Regions from separate parts of the Triticum aestivum genome. Here region 1 is linked to region 2. The links are chromatin contacts, called in public Hi-C maps. All regions are on one chromosome and are shown on one strand. Each heading gives the region's core, a stretch centred on a gene start, on an enhancer-like site or on the middle of the called end of the contact. The rest is flanking DNA. Distances are from core to core; before and after follow the strand shown. Region 1 holds the start of LOC123168866 (UPF0301 protein Plut_0637). Region 2 holds the start of LOC123164782 (serine/threonine-protein phosphatase PP1).

Region 1 (3,992 bases), core at 324-2,823, 140 kb after region 2:
AGCACGTGAACGTAGGCAAAACACTTAAATGTAGGAAGCTCGCCAATGGATGAAAGAGTTTAGTAGCTAAATCATTCAATGAAGGGAGCTTATTAGCTACATTAAGCATCTATGCATTGGGGAATTTAATTTCTAAACTCTTTAAATATGCTTAGCACAATACTTGTGCATTGGAAGAGGCCTTAAGACTAACCACAATGGAGAGTAACATACACTAATAACATACACATATCCCTAGACTATGTTACTACCTTCATAGTGGGTAATGACATAAGTGTGGTGTCATGCAAAGCTTCATTTATTAGGTTATAGACTCATATTGCATCGGGACATGTGATGTTACAGTAACTAGCTAAGTTACTCAAACTACCTCTCTCCTCATTAACTCATTGTCACATAAGCAAATTTGCTGAGTTGGACTCGATGTTACTGCTGAAATTACTCCCACTGTGGCTAGTCTAAGACTACTCATAGTGGGAAGTAACTTAGACTAGTAATGTGCATATGTTACTACCTCCATAGTGGGGAGTAACATATGTGTGGTGTCATGCAACACTTTATTTATTAGCTTGTAGACTCATCTTCTCTTGGTATGTGCGATGTTACTCATAATATGAGTAACTAGCTGTATTACTCAAATTATCTCTCTCCTCATTAAATCATTGTCACTTAAGCAAACCTTATGTTACTGTTGAAGTTACTTCCACTATGAGCAATCTTAATACACTATAACCAACCAGAGCCATTTACAAACCAGAATAAATGTCATCATATTGCTTCAATGCTTCATACCAAAAGTTGACTTGCATAATTGCACCACACGCCACTTTTGTTCTCTTCTTCCATAGCTCGACTGTGCTTAGTCTATCTAACAATTTTTTTCCCATGTTGTCATCTTTGCAACCAATCAAAACATTTGTCAATGTTTGGCGCAAAAAAACCTAGTTTATTCTTTATTTTATTGTACTGTTCACCTGAGCTCACATGAGCTTCAGATCAGAACAACACTTTCGCTTCTAGATCGCCATGTTCGTTGTAAAGAGCAAAAGCGGTTGCATTCAGTCTAAGGTATAAGGATATAATCCTTGCGAACATTATACCGCAATGAATGCTCACATTTTATGTTTTTCTTCTCGGTACCTAATTAAGTCAGGGTCGAATTGTGATACTGGTTTCATTAAAGATGACGCTTTCATTACTTAAAAGATTAAGAATTTCACCATCAAAGACACCATGTGCGCAGATCATCTTACTTGATCCTTTGTCGATCGTGCTGATAAATGCCAGCCATCCTTCGTTGTTGTGTTCATTCTCATATATTCTAACAATAATTATTATTATTAAAATGGTTCCTTTCAATAGTTTTAATAAATTCTCTTGGTCCAGAGCTGGGCAGCCACACACACACATCCCTTCCCTCCCCACGAGGCTCGGCGAAGACAATACTCCCACAGGTCGACTCGACGACTAGTCGATGCTGAGCTCAACCCCATGCACCACGCCCATCACGCAGCAAGTAGCTAGCCGCCCCGCTGCCGTCCTCTTCTTATCCCCAGCCCTCCCGCGCCGAGCCGTGGCCACAAACGGCGGCTGGACCACCCACACGTCGGCGTCGGCCACGCCGTGTCACTCCACTCCTCGCGTCGCCATTGGCCCAGGTCACCAGAGAAAGAGCACTGGCAAGAGCCAGCTATATCCGCTTCGGATCGGGGCCCTGGAAACCTGTGGAGCAGAAGCTCCGGCCATGGCCATCCCATTCTCCTATTTAGCCGCGATCTCCCCCGCATCCTGTCACTACCAGTGATCGGATCGCACAAAAAGCTTCGAAAAGCAAAAGCATGGCCCTCCCGTCGCCGGCCGGAATCGCCAAGCCCAGGCTCCACCTTCTCTTCAACCACAGGCGCGCCAGCTCGTCCTCCGTCACCTGTGAGTGGATCTCTCGCTAGCTCCGCCCGTGCGTGCAGTACGTCGAGTTCTTGCTCACTTTTGGTTTCCTCGCTTGCTTCCAGGCTGCAGCAACAACGGGCGGTCGTCGTCGTCTGAGCCCGAGGACTGGGCGGCGCCGTCAGGGGACGCCGTCGACTGGCGCTCGTTCAGGGCGCAGCTCGTCCTCAAGGAGCAGTACGCGAAGAGCGTCAACCCGGCCCTCAGGGCGTCGTGGGCGCCGGCGGCGAAGATCGCGGACAAGTGGGCGCACCCGCTGGTGGAGCCTGAGAAGGGGTGCCTCCTGATCGCGACGGGGAAGCTGGACGGGTCGCACATCTTCGAGCGCACCGTGATCCTCCTGCTGTCGGCCGGGGTGCTCGGCCCCGTCGGCGTGATCCTGAACCGGCCGTCGCTCATGTCCATCAAGGAGGCGCAGTCCCTCTTCGCGGAGGAGGCGGACATCGCCGGCACCTTCTCCGGCCGCCCGCTCTTCTTCGGCGGGCCGCTGGAGGAGTGCTTCTTCCTGCTTGGGCCGCGGGAGGGCGCCAGTGCCGCCGACGACGTGGTGGGCCGAACGGGGCTGTTCGAGGAGGTGATGCCGGGCGTGCACTACGGCACGCGGGAGAGCGTCGGGTGCGCGGCGGAGCTGGTCAAGCGCGGGGTCGCCGGCGTGCGGGACTTCCGCTTCTTCGACGGGTTCTGCGGGTGGGAGCGGGAGCAGCTGCGCGACGAGGTGCGCGCTGGGCTGTGGCGTGTCGCCGCCTGCAGCCCCGCCGTTCTCGGGCTCACCGGCATCGGGGGCGGGCTGTGGGAGGAGGTGCAGCAGCTCGTCGGAAAGAGGAGGGTGTGGTGACTAATTGATACTGCTGCAAGGCAGCATATACTACTACTACTTGCTAGGTAGAAATTGTACATTATATTTGTTGTGAAAAATGCTTCACAATATAATTAATTTCCCTATAATTTTATACTTACATTACGTGTTCATATACTGAGATTAAAGCTCGAACTTTCTCCTCAGAAGTGTAAATTACTCCACGTACTCCCTCCGTTTTAAGATAAGTGTACTTAGTACTATTTTATACTAAAGTTGTACTAGGTCAGCGGCACTTATTTTAAAAAGAAGAGAGTATTTCATAATATACTGCATACAATCTTGTCTCCGGCCAATTCCATTTTGTAGATTTTGACTAAAACATTTCTTTCGCAGTTAATTCTTGAGAAAATTGTCCCTCTAAATTTTGACCAAATTTATGGGGAAAATGCATCAACATCTACAGTACCATAACAATATCATTAGATCCATCATAAAATATATTTTATCTGTTTTATAAATTTGACGTAAGACAAAGCTAATATGCAATGTGTTTTAAAATGGAGAGAGTATCAACAGAATAAAAACACCTTGTATTTTGCATAATTTTCTGAGGTGGACTATGGCATGCATTGTCAACCATTACCATTTAGAGCTTGAAAGTGTCACTTAACATGGAGACATACTATAAGGAATAAAGAGGGAGAGCCGAGCGTAGCTCAGATGGTTAGATTCCTTGTGGTGGGACCAGTTTACCGCCGTGTGGCCGTCGGCAGTGGCAGCGCTACCTTTTGTACTTTCTCCTAGATCTGATGGGCATAGACCCTAGCTGCGCGCGCTGGGACATGATGTTGGAAATATGCCCTAGAGGCAATAATAAAATGGTTATTATTATATTTCCTTGTTCATGATAATTGTTTATTGTTCATGCTATAATTGTGTTATCCGAAAATCGTAATACATGTGTGAACACATAGACCATAACATGTCCCTAGTGAGCCTCTAGTTGACTAGCTCGTTGATCAATAGATGGTTACGGTTTCCTGACCATGGACATTGGATGTCATTGATAACGGGATCACATCATTAGGAGAATGATGTGATGGACAAGACCCAATCCTAAGCATAGCACTAGATCGTGTAGTTCGTTTGCTAAAGCTTTTCTAATGTCAAGTATCATTTCCTTAGACCATGAGATCGTGCAACTCCCGGATACCGTAGGAATGCTTTGGGTGTACCAAACGTCACAACG
Region 2 (3,565 bases), core at 937-3,436:
CCGGAATATCCACAGGACGGGCAATGTTACGTATCTGGTCCATGTTCTTTAAATCAGGTGATAAACCCCCATGCATGCACAGGATCTTGTCATCAATAAGTGCAGCCACAGGAAGGCAGTTAAAACAGTCAGTAAAAACCTTCCAGAGACGAACATTGAACCTCCTCTTGCATTCATCAAAGAATCCATAGATTCTGTTGATAGAGGCACATTCATGGTTTCCCCTAAGGAGAAAGAAGTTCTCCGGGTACTTAATCTTGTAAGCAAGCAGAAGGCATATCGTTTCAATACTCTGTTTGCCACGATCAACATAGTCACCCAGAAACAAATAGTTCGCCTCCGGTGGGAAACCACCATACTCAAATAATCGAAGAAGATCAGAATATTGGCCATGGATGTCCCCTGTCAGTGAGTAAATAGCATATCAGTTAAATGCCAAACGTACTTCTAAATCATCATATTGTTGTAAATTCAGACGGCAGATTTGGCAACAGAGTTTGCAATATTAATCCTGAGGTAAATCAGGAGTCTATTCGTGAAAAAAAAACTGTGGTATAATATATACCTGCTAATATAACATGCACTCAACACACTAACACAGTACACAACGTGGGAAATTAGTCTGTTCATGGTACTGTTTACATTATAAAGCTATACCTTCAGCTGGACATATAAATAATTAAATACCAATCATATACTAGAGGAAGCCAATTCGAAATGTTACAAGAAACTATGCCCACTTAACAAAACTACATTCAGCTCAGCTGCAAATACCCGAAATAAACGAACACAATCTGGATTTTGCAATTTGGTGCAAACAGATTATCTGCTCCAGCTTGGAATCTGTGGACTCCAGTACCATCCCCACTGCAGCAGCAGTTTCATAATCTGGAATGGATCCATGTGTGTGTGGCTGACAAGTATCACACTGCAACTGAGATTATGGGGTAAAACATGCATTCTGAGGCATTCATGTATGTTCCGTGCATGCTGGCTGAGGAAAAATGAATGAACAGGGTCTCACTCTCCCCTTTTAAAAACCCAGAATCCGTAGAAACAATTCATAGGACTCAAAACAAGTCAACTTGTCAAGATTAGATAAAGTGTGCTGCACTGCTGCTACAGAAAGTTTCATGGGCTTTCAAGTGAAGGGATACACGTTGCTCAACTGCCGTGTTTATTTTCTGTTGGGGAAAGCCATAGCTTAATCTGTTCACTTCTCTAATAGTATGAACAAGACAGTCGTTAAGTGCTAATATAGTAGTACTGTATTGGTAAAAGAAACATGTCGCCACGAAGAGCTTTAGCAGTTAGCACCGTTTTTTATATATAATAAAGAAATGAAGACCAGAAAGCGATTTGAGGTTTGACATTCAGAATCAAACTCCAGAAGCTCTGCCACGCTTCTCTCAAGACCGACGAATTCATCAGCAGGTCAACGAAAAACATGAGAGGAAGATGAATCGTACAGACAGCTCGCTCAGCCTCCCCGGAGAGAACATCTGTTCAATCCAAGATGCTATACTAGAACAGCGAACCCAATAGAACTTCCTTTCACCAGAAGGTAGCAGGAATTCCTATACCACCAAGCAAAACTAAAAGCAGCGGCTTCAGACCACGGGGACGCCTAAATTAACTTAGCAAAGAAGAGCCATCACGGGCAGGCCGAATTCGAAAGCATCCAGAGGCGCGGGTCGCCACGCACGAAGCAGCCGCACATGGCACGGCGCAAGGCGGCCTACGGCGGAGCGGAAAGCTATTGACGCACGCGGGGGGGGAACAGGTTAGGCAGGAAGGGGGGCGCCTTACCGCAGACTTTGATGGGGGCCTCGAGCTCGAGGAGGTTGGGCTGGCTGAGGAAGACGTCCTTGGCGGCGGCGCAGAGGCGGCGGATCTCCGCGTCGGAGAGCTGCGCGGGGCGCACCGTCCGCCCGCCGCGCGCCTCCAGGAGTCGCCGGATCACGTCGTCGAGCGCCGCCGCGTCCATGGCCCGGCGCCTCGGTGGTGGGTAGGGGAGAGTAAGCCCTGGTCGGGCGGCCGCGGGAAGCGGCGGGCGGGCGGGGCGGCGGCGGCGGGCGGCTGGATAAACCCTAGCCGTGCGTGCCTATTTGGTTCCGCCCGAGCCGACGGGTGGAGAGGGGAGGGAGGGAGGGAGGGGGCAACGGAAAGAAAACGCGTAGAGAGGCGAGAGCGGGGGGTGGGGTGGGGGTGGGTCGAGATATTATTGTTGCGTGGTTTGGAAACCGAAGCCGCGGAGGGCGGCAGTCAGGGCCGGGCGTGTCACTGACTTGGACTGGCTCTAGGGCTAGAGCCCGGTCGGCACGGCCTGTCCTCGTCATCTAGAGAGCTAGGAGTAACAAATTTTGAAATGTCCCTTCGATCTACTACTCCCTCCGTCCCATAATGTAGTGCCTATAAATTTTTTGAAAAGTCAAACCTCATAAACTTTGACCAAGTTTGTGGAGAAAAATATTTACATCTAAAGTGTGAAACATATATCACTAGATTCATCATAAGATGTAGTTTCACATTATATATTTTTGCTATTGTAGATATAAATATTTTTCTCTACAAACTTGATCAAAGTTTGCAAAGTTTGACTTCTCAGAAAATCTATAGGCACTACATTATGGAACGGAGGGAGTATTAAAGAAGGATCGAACGTCATGATGGTTCGGTTCGACCTCCTTCGATCCCACCTCCCGCATCCTTTGTACCGACAATTCTCATCCTCGCTCGAGGAAACAAACCAAAAATAAAAAATAAACACAACCCACGAACGCACGTCCCTTCGTGATTGAAGGACAAGTTCCTTGATTTTTTTCCAACTGAACCCACCTCCTTTTCTGCCTATCCCACCCACGCCGTAGCCCTCTCTCCGCACGCGCGCCGCTCATCCTAGACAGTCGCCACCGCCTCCATCGATTCTCGACCTCCCAAAGGACGCTTCCATCACGCCGGTCAAGGCCCTGCCGCAGGCCACGGTTGGGTGCCGCCATCCACTCATCTCCTCATACACGGCCCCTTCTCTCTCAGATCCAGGCTGGTCGCTAGTGTCGAGCCCCAACCGGAGCAGCCCCCACCTTCCTTTCCTCGTGCGCCGCGGCGCCGTTTCTCAGTGCCCTTCGCAAGGTACACGTCGTAGCCCAGGCCGCACGGGCTGAAAGCGTCCGCCGCCGAGCCAGGTCCAAGGATGGCACTCCGTCACACCGTGTGCCGCTGCATCGAGCCGGTGGCCACCATCGCCGCCCAGTCCATCCACCCGCGAGCCGCGAGATCCATCCTCCCAGTTCTGCATCCATCAGGCCCCCAACCACCAGGTATAGGCCACTGCTTTTATTATATTTCTCCTCTGCTTTGGTCCGAGATGTTGCTGCTGTGTTTACAACGTGAGAGAGCATAAAGGACTAAGAGAGTACAGGGGAGGTATGACCAGGCCCAATGTCATGGCAGTAGAGGCGGCGACAGATGTCGAGGAGGAGGAGAGGTATGTGCTCGGCGGCAACCAGATCACCGACGTTCCGAGCACAACCGGATCCATAACAGTCTCGCACTCTTTCTGGTG

The links. Hi-C and Micro-C count contacts between places; a contact is called where the count stands out from the background.
Region 1: a Hi-C map of leaf shows a contact between it and region 2, with 3 times the contacts expected there. The contact joins the promoter of LOC123168866 here to the promoter of LOC123164782 in region 2. A contact is called at or near these places in 2 of 5 Hi-C or Micro-C datasets (both in leaf).

What each region holds. Positions count from the first base shown.
Region 1 is chr7D:79,886,545-79,890,536 of IWGSC CS RefSeq v2.1, forward strand. It overlaps LOC123168866 (UPF0301 protein Plut_0637), which reads left to right and starts at 1,574. Exons shown (of 2, transcript XM_044586728.1): 1 at 1,574-1,926; 2 at 2,010-3,068. The coding sequence starts at 1,839. The coding sequence ends at 2,779.
Region 2 is chr7D:79,748,591-79,752,155 of IWGSC CS RefSeq v2.1, forward strand. LOC123164782 (serine/threonine-protein phosphatase PP1) reads right to left here and starts at 2,187. Exons shown (of 3, transcript XM_044582352.1): 1 at 1,810-2,187; 2 at 1-402. The coding sequence starts at 1,987.